2 separate regions of the Mus musculus genome follow, and region 1 is linked to region 2. A link is a contact called in public HiChIP or PLAC-seq data. All regions are on one chromosome and are shown on one strand. Each heading gives the region's core, a stretch centred on a gene start, on an enhancer-like site or on the middle of the called end of the contact. The rest is flanking DNA. Distances are from core to core; before and after follow the strand shown. Region 1 overlaps 9130019P16Rik (RIKEN cDNA 9130019P16 gene). Region 2 has its middle 20 kb from the start of Chn2.

Region 1 (3,643 bases), core at 304-2,803, 350 kb before region 2:
ATGTGGTGCACAGACATACATGCAGGTAAAACATCCATACACATAAGAAAAAACAAACCAAACAACGACAACAACAAAATCCCTGAAACCCAACAAACCCAAAAACCAAACAACAACAAAACCCCAACCAAACCAAACCAAACCAAACCAAACAACAACAATAACAAAACAAACTCCCAAACCCAACCAAATTAAAAAACCACCCCCCAAACCAAACAACAATAAAACTTGCCTAGCTAGTTAAGAAACATAAAAAGTGCTGAGCTAACCAGAAGTTAAAATGGTAAAGAGCTGCCAGCTCACCGCAAAGTCCCCAGCAGGGAGATTTGCTTTGTTACTCCCTCTGCAAAGGACCTGGGCTCTACACAAGAGTATGTCTGAGCTAGGACTCTGGTTTGGTCCACACACATGCATGCAGTAAGTCCTTTCTTACCTGGCAGGGGTTGTACCCTGAGACTTGGGATGAAGAAACAGTGGGAAGTAAGGAGCTCCCATTTATGAGCTCCCACCCACTAGGCCTCCATAACCAACATCTTATCCACTCTGTGACTGGTTAGTCTATAACTTAGGCACAGTAAGAGGTTAACGACAATAACAAAATAGAATGATCATAGCAATATGTTATAATAAACATTATGTGAATGCTCTCTTCTCTCTCAAGAGTTACTTGAAAAAAAAACAAAAGCATTGTTCATAGAACAGCTCTCACCCTACAGCCATGATGCTTACAGGTTGACAAAAGGCAGGTCGTCTATCTCAAGGATAATCAGGGCCACGGAGAAGAAGGAGCTCTAGGAAGTCTGGGACTAAGTCTTTCTGCTTTCTGCAGGCCTGGTTGTTAGGAGACCAGAGCCTGTAGCTTCTATAGCCACCCTCTGAGCATGAGAAGGAAGCCAAGCCAAGAGAAATAGCTCCTCGTAGGCCTTTAAAACCACTTCTTCCCCCAAATTTCATGTATGAGACAGAAACCTTTCACATGTTAGTTCATTTTTAATTGGGAGCAAGATATTGTCACCTAGGACCCCTCCCAAGTCCCTGTCCCTCCTCCATTGCGGTCTAGATTTAAAGAGACTTTGTAGGATTGATTTGGGCCAATACCAAGCTAGGTTGCCACATGAGTTCCTAATGTGTGCAAGTAGCACTAGCTCCAGCATTTTGTGCTAGGACACTCAGGGACACCTTCCTGAAAGACAAAAGTCCTGACTTATCCAGAAGGAAGCATTAGAAGGCCGGGGAAGGGGGTTGGCGGTTCGGGCTGAGCAAGAACAGAGATGCATACTGTGTATCTGACCCACACCCAGAATAGCAACCGATAGAATGATTGATCCTGGCTGGGACAAAGACAGAGCACCCAGGCAGTCTGAGGGGAGGATGGCCCCAGATCTTGGGTGTAGCTAAAGAGCCTGGACTTTGCCTGTAGATACAGAGAAGCATTGTTGCCTTGCATGACCCGACAAGTCACCATTAATGGGACAGGTCACCAGCTGCAGACAATGACATGGCAGGGAGTCCCTGTTCTAGGCTCCTACAGTGGTGCAGGCTCAATACAGCCCAGGCCTAAGCTGAGTGGACAGAATGGAGGTGAGGGCCGGCCAGTGCGGACACAGATGCACCGATCACAGTGTGAGATGAAGGCGAACCTTGCTCTGATCGGACCTTTCCCCTGTTCGCAGCAAGGGCCAGCTTTAAAGTAGCATAACCTTGTTAGCAAAAAGAATGGAGTTTCCACAGCAGGATTTGCTTTGTTTGGCTTTTGGAGGGAGATTATCAGTTTTCTGTTTCTGTTCTCACCACACCCTCTGACTCAGCCCCTGTGCCACAGGCGTGTCCTGCTTCTCAGAGCAGCGTGGTAAAATAAATTTCTGTTTCTTTGGCAAACATTTCAATTTAAGTAGTGCATTCAGTTGGTTTTAACTTATACTTTTTTAAAAAATGCTTGTTTTAAACAGAGGCTCACTCTATAGCCCAGGCTGGCCTGGAACTCGCAATGTATCACAGGCCCGTCTGGACTCATAGCCATCGTCCTGCCTTAGTCCAAGTGCTGGAATCACAGCTGTAAGTTACTGTACATGCTTTTGGTGTCATTGAAAAGAAGCCCTTGGGGACTTTGTTTTTTAAAGCGAAGAGGAATGAGCATTTGTAGATTTGGCTTACAGATGTGATGAAGTGTCAGAGGTTGTTTGAGGAGCATTGTGAGTAAGTCCTGTTTGAGGGCCAGGAGCCCTGCCGTCTAGCAGAGCCCTTTCACTTCCTCTCAGACAGACACCTTCAGGGGTCCTGGACACACCCCCTGCCATTGCTGTCCTTGTATTGCTCATCCCCTAAATTCATTCCCTCTTCTGTGATTTTAAACCTTTGTCTTAAGAGCAAATACCAGGGAGTTCTCAAGTGGGTAAGGCGACCTGAAAGGCTTTGCTGTATAGTTAACACTGGGTGCTAACGATACAGAGCTTATTTTGGTTGGCTTGCTGGTTTTATGGGTCTGAGGCAAGGTTAAACCTTATCCGACCCCTGTTCTTAAAAAGCAAGCCAGTCACCAGTGTTCCTCCAGGTTCCTGCCTCTGCTCCTACTTGAGTCACCACTGTCCTGACTTCCTTCAATGACTGAGACTGGGACGTATAAGCCAAATAAAACCTTGTCTCCTCAAGTTGCTTTGGGTCATAATGTATTTAATAGCAACAGAATGCAAAAAAACAAAAACAAAAGCAAACTAGGACACACACAATGTTTTTTATATTATAGGCTGTTCCAACTACTATTACAATTCTCTCTTACTTAATGGCAGCCTCAGCCTCACCTTGTACATAAATACAATTTAAGACGTTAGTTCAGCCAGCCAAAATGCTGGCTTTACATATCAAGCAGTGGGCATCAAGGTCACAGAGGGACAGGCATGCTGGAGAGCCACTTTGACCCACCGGCCTAGCAAAAGACAAATGCAATTTGGGCTGTACAGACAGGCTCCCTCTACGGGTCATGTGGAGTTGGAACGGTAAGAGCAGAGTGAGGGTGACTCTTAACAAACAAGTGACTTCTGAGTTCATGTCCTGCCATGCTCTCAAGCCACAGGAAGGCCTAGGACATCTGCAAGCAGAGGACAGTCCTCTCCCAAAGGAAACAAGCTGCTGGCTTTGAGTGCCCGCAAGACCCTGGTGCTACCTTACTGGATTGCTCCTTAAAACACAGAAAACATCCCAAGCACCCTCCAAACTCCACCTGCTGCTGTCAGCGGTGGTGGAAGGAATGGAGCTCGAGCTCCCAGAGCTGAGTTAGGAAACTCAGAACCTCCACAGGCCTGGAATGAAGCCAGGGAACATCTGGCCGTGCCCTGGAATGAAGCCAGGGAACATCTGGCCGTGCCCTGGATCTTCAGCCTCCAACCTGGAAAGCCAGAGTCTACCAACTGTGCCATAAAAAAAACCTAAAACAAAAACAAACAAACAACCCCCCCCAAAAAAAAACCAAACCCTCCTTTGTTGCGCTACGTATTACACTTTATGAAATGAACAGCTAGCATCAGGACAAGGTTAGGTAGCCCGGAATTCACTAGAGCCACACATGGAGTGTGTAAAAGGTGGGGGAAACCCAGCAGGTGCAGCGAACACCACCCAGACATCAAGGGACATGGAGCAGAACCCAAGT
Region 2 (3,698 bases), core at 782-3,281:
CTATAGAGTCATTTCCTTAGTTAATGAATGATGTGGGAGGGCCCGGCCCCTTTGGGCAAGGCCACCACTGGACAGATAGTCCTGAGTTACAAACTGAATTAGGTGGAGTAAGCCACGGGAAGCAAGGCAGTGAGTAATTCTCCCATTGTCTCCGCTTCAGTTCCTGCCCTGGCTTCCCTCAGTGAAGGACTTTAATCTGTAAGCCAAACAAACCTTTTCCTCCTCCCAGGCTGGCTGTGGTCAGAACAGGGGAACAAGACCAGGGCAGCTACTGAGGATGCGCCTGAGTTCAAGACCTCATCGCCAGGCAGCAGCTTCCGGGCGGGCGGGCGGGCATGCTCGGAGGGCGATGCTGGTGAGGGCTTTTACTCTGGATCCTGCTTAGCGCGTGCCGGCTTCAGAGAACCATCTTTACTTTCAGCTAAGTTCAGATATGCATGTAGCAGGAAGTGCTTTAAATACTGCCACAGTCAGCAGGTCTAGGTGATCAGTGGGTTGGAGAAAAGGCTTTGCCAGCTAGCCAGCTAGTTAAATGGCCAGAAATAGAAGTTGGCAGTGTTTTGTAATGTTGAGATTGTGATGGTTTGCCTCTTTCCTTATTAATATTAATGATTCTTGAAATTCCTGATGAGATAGTTCTGTAAGTCAAAACCAATGGTTAATATGAAATTAGTAGTTTAAAAATGGCCTCCATTGATGTAAAAGATTGATTTTTTTTTTTTTAATACTAAGCTTTACTTAAACACTCTTGAACAGAGTCTAGAAGTTCAATTTATCTGAAGGGTGTTAATATGAATAATTTAAAACTCATTTTCCAACTGCAAGGGAAAAGAAACTGATTCTAGCAATTTCCTGAATTCGATAGCTTGGAGGTAGGGTTTAGAAAAACAAACAAAAAACACCAAAAGGCTAGTGATAACTGAATGGCTGCATAATGACAGGAAAGACAAACATGCCATTGTGAGAGTATACTAAGGCAAACTTCAGACACTATGATGGCTAGTCCCAGTTGTCAACTTGACTATATCTAGTATGAGGTATAATCCAGAAATGGAGGACACACCTGTGAGCCAGATCTTGAGGCTGGAAGACACAGACTTTTGATCCAGATCATGAGGCAGAGTAGCAAGGAAAGCTTAGAGCCAGACAGGGTGATGCTCACCTTTAATCCCAGGAGACAGAGGCTAGCAGATCTCTTGAGTTCATGGCCAGCCTGGCACAGAGCAAATTCCAAGAATAGCTGAGGTACAGGAGTGGTGGTATACACCTTTAATCTGAACCTTACCTTCTGTTACATAAGGACAACAGAAGGAGGAAGGCTCACTCTTCTCTGCCTACTTGCCAGCACATCTGCTGGAACCTGCTTCTTCAGGATTCCAGCTTATATAGAAGACCAGCTGAAACACTTAGCCTCTTTGGACTGAGCAACTACTAGATTCTTGGAGTTCCTATTCACAGCTGCCCATTGTTGGGTTAGTTAGACAGCAGACTGCAAGTCATTTCCAATAATTTCCCTTAGTATATAGAGATATTCCATAGGTTCTGTGACTCTAGAGAACCCTGCCTAATACAAACTCTATACAGCTAAGAGTCAGCCTAGGATTACCAACCTGGAGATTCATAGCCCACAAAGTCTTTTAATTAGGTGCAACCAAGACAGGTTTGCCAGGATCCTCACAAGCATGATCCTGTTTTGACCTTGGTGGGCTGGGGCCTGGAGTGGAGGGGACATTGAGTTTAGACACTCCACAATAAGAAGCCCTATAGAAGGCGAATGATTTTAAAAAGTTTCCCAGATAAAATCCAAGTAGTTCCTGGTTTGTTTAGATAACCAAGCAATTCAGGCATATAATATGGTTCAGCTGCCTCCTACCTCTGTATCTCATGAGTTCTCCACCTCCTGTTTACAATACCCAAGTGGTACACTCTGTTGAGGGGCTAATCTTTCTAGCCACAGCTACATTGCCCTTTGCAATCAGAGATCTAGGAACTGGAAGCTACTCTTCAAGGCGGGTCCCTTTGTAGGGAGTAGGTTGTTGGAAGGCTTCTGTTTCAACCCTCCATACCTTTCAGAGATAAGATTGGATACAGTCACATAGATTGGGTAGATAAGCAGTTAGTATTGACAAAATGCAATTGCATCATTTAGATGCACACTGGTAGTTCCTTAATTATGTCACAAATCTGAGTTAAGCCTGAAATAAATGTCAGAGTAATGCATCTCCTGGCAGATATTTAGTATATGGGGTTTGGATTACGTAGCTTCCCTAAGGCTTTAGAGTTTATCTTCTTGGTTCAGCTATGTAAGAAATGTCTGGCACTCACTTTCGTACACAGAAGATCCTTGGTGGGTTGGGTTTTTTGTTTGTTTGTTTTGGTGTTGTTACTTTTGTTAGTTTTGTTTTTGTAGATTAGGGTTGAATTGAGGAAGAGTCTTGATAGGACAGTTCCCCTCTGGGATTGCTACTGCCTTAGCTTATTTGGAGAGTGATGCCTTTCCTTTGACGAGCTCACTGTGATGGTGGCTAACTTGTCAAGCATAGCACGTCCTTACGTAGCCACAGAGTGCCACCACACCCCATTAGCAGTGTTTCTCTGCAGTCCTGTAAACTGCTCTGGCCAGCCAGAGGGCTTTTGGGGTTTGGAGAGTTCTTTGGGAAGCGTGTCTTAGGAAACCAACCAGCTGGTGCTAGAACCCAGAAGAAGGGAGACATCTGGAAGGAGTGGTGGGGACCGTGCAGCTAAGAGTCTGGACTGGATACAGGACCAGCTGGTTCCCACCATAGCACACTTCATCTTGGTTGACACACCTCATGAATAGCCAGGAAGAGAATTGGATGTATTTGTCAGAGAAATGGATCCATGGAGTCTCAGACCAGCCCAGTCCCCTTCATTAAGATTAAATATCCCAGAAAGTCACTCAGAAGTATTCCATAGAGTTGAGAAATGAAATTACTAGAAGATATGCGTCTGCCATACAATGGTTGGCTTTCCTTCAAAGTACTTGGTCCGTGGACAAGCATAATCCTTGGCTTTTCTTCAAATATGCATTCCAGTGAACAAAATCATATTAGTGTGAGGACAGGTACACTTCAGCCCCCAGTGAGCAACTGAGAAAATACAAAAGATGCAGAAATAAACCAACACACATAGCATCCAGAGTTAATAAAGGAGAGTCTTCACTATCAAGTAGAACGATTTTTCTTCCTGGTAATTATAAAAGAAATGATAAAGGAACATCTCTACTTATCCCTAGTGTTGTCCTGGTCACTGAGGCAGGGGAGAAAGATGCCAGCTAGAAGACAAGGAGCGAGGTGAATATCACCAACAATCATTTGTCGAGCATAAAGTGGACAGGAAACTCACTGGAACCAGGGTCAGGAATTCAAAGAAGCCCTCCCCACCCCTGGGGATTCCTTGAATTCCACTCTAGAAAATGGGCTTCTGTGGATTCTTCAAGGTCAGACATAAAGATCAAAAGGACTCACAACTCTTGGTCCCTCCTGACAGCCCCAGTGTGGGGGCAGGAAGAGTTTCAGACAGCAAAGGATCAAGTGTGGTCAGAAGGAAGGGAGGAACTTTCCTGGGTCAAATGTGTCAAGTAAGCCTTGAGGACAAAGCCAGCTGCACATGGTGATAGGACACAGAGAGCCAGAACCAGCCCAAGGTCCCGAGTGGCCTCCTTAATCTTCTATTTT

What was found. HiChIP or PLAC-seq counts read pairs in DNA pulled down with a chosen protein or histone mark.
Region 1: a contact with region 2 is called in an H3K27ac HiChIP or PLAC-seq map of extraembryonic endoderm stem cells. The contact joins two enhancer-like sites. A contact is called at or near these places in 5 of 484 Hi-C or Micro-C datasets (the Ba/F3 cell line, cardiomyocytes, gonadal supporting cells and 2 more) and 2 of 115 datasets of contacts at active chromatin or transcription factors (extraembryonic endoderm stem cells and pancreatic cancer cells).

Annotation. Positions count from the first base shown.
Region 1 is chr6:54,362,766-54,366,408 of GRCm38.p6, reverse strand. The region is part of intron 3 of 9130019P16Rik (RIKEN cDNA 9130019P16 gene); the gene reads left to right. Among named protein-coding and RNA genes, the nearest start is that of Prr15, 38 kb to the right of the region's middle. Within about 2 kb of position 1,553, at least 35 of the 459 cell types and tissues checked have an H3K27ac peak or open chromatin away from gene starts, as enhancers often do. A contact at or near this core is called in extraembryonic endoderm stem cells, where this site is marked.
Region 2 is chr6:54,018,059-54,021,756 of GRCm38.p6, reverse strand. No RefSeq gene overlaps it. Among named protein-coding and RNA genes, the nearest start is that of Chn2, 20 kb to the left of the region's middle. Within about 2 kb of position 2,031, at least 19 of the 459 cell types and tissues checked have an H3K27ac peak or open chromatin away from gene starts, as enhancers often do. A contact at or near this core is called in extraembryonic endoderm stem cells, where this site is marked.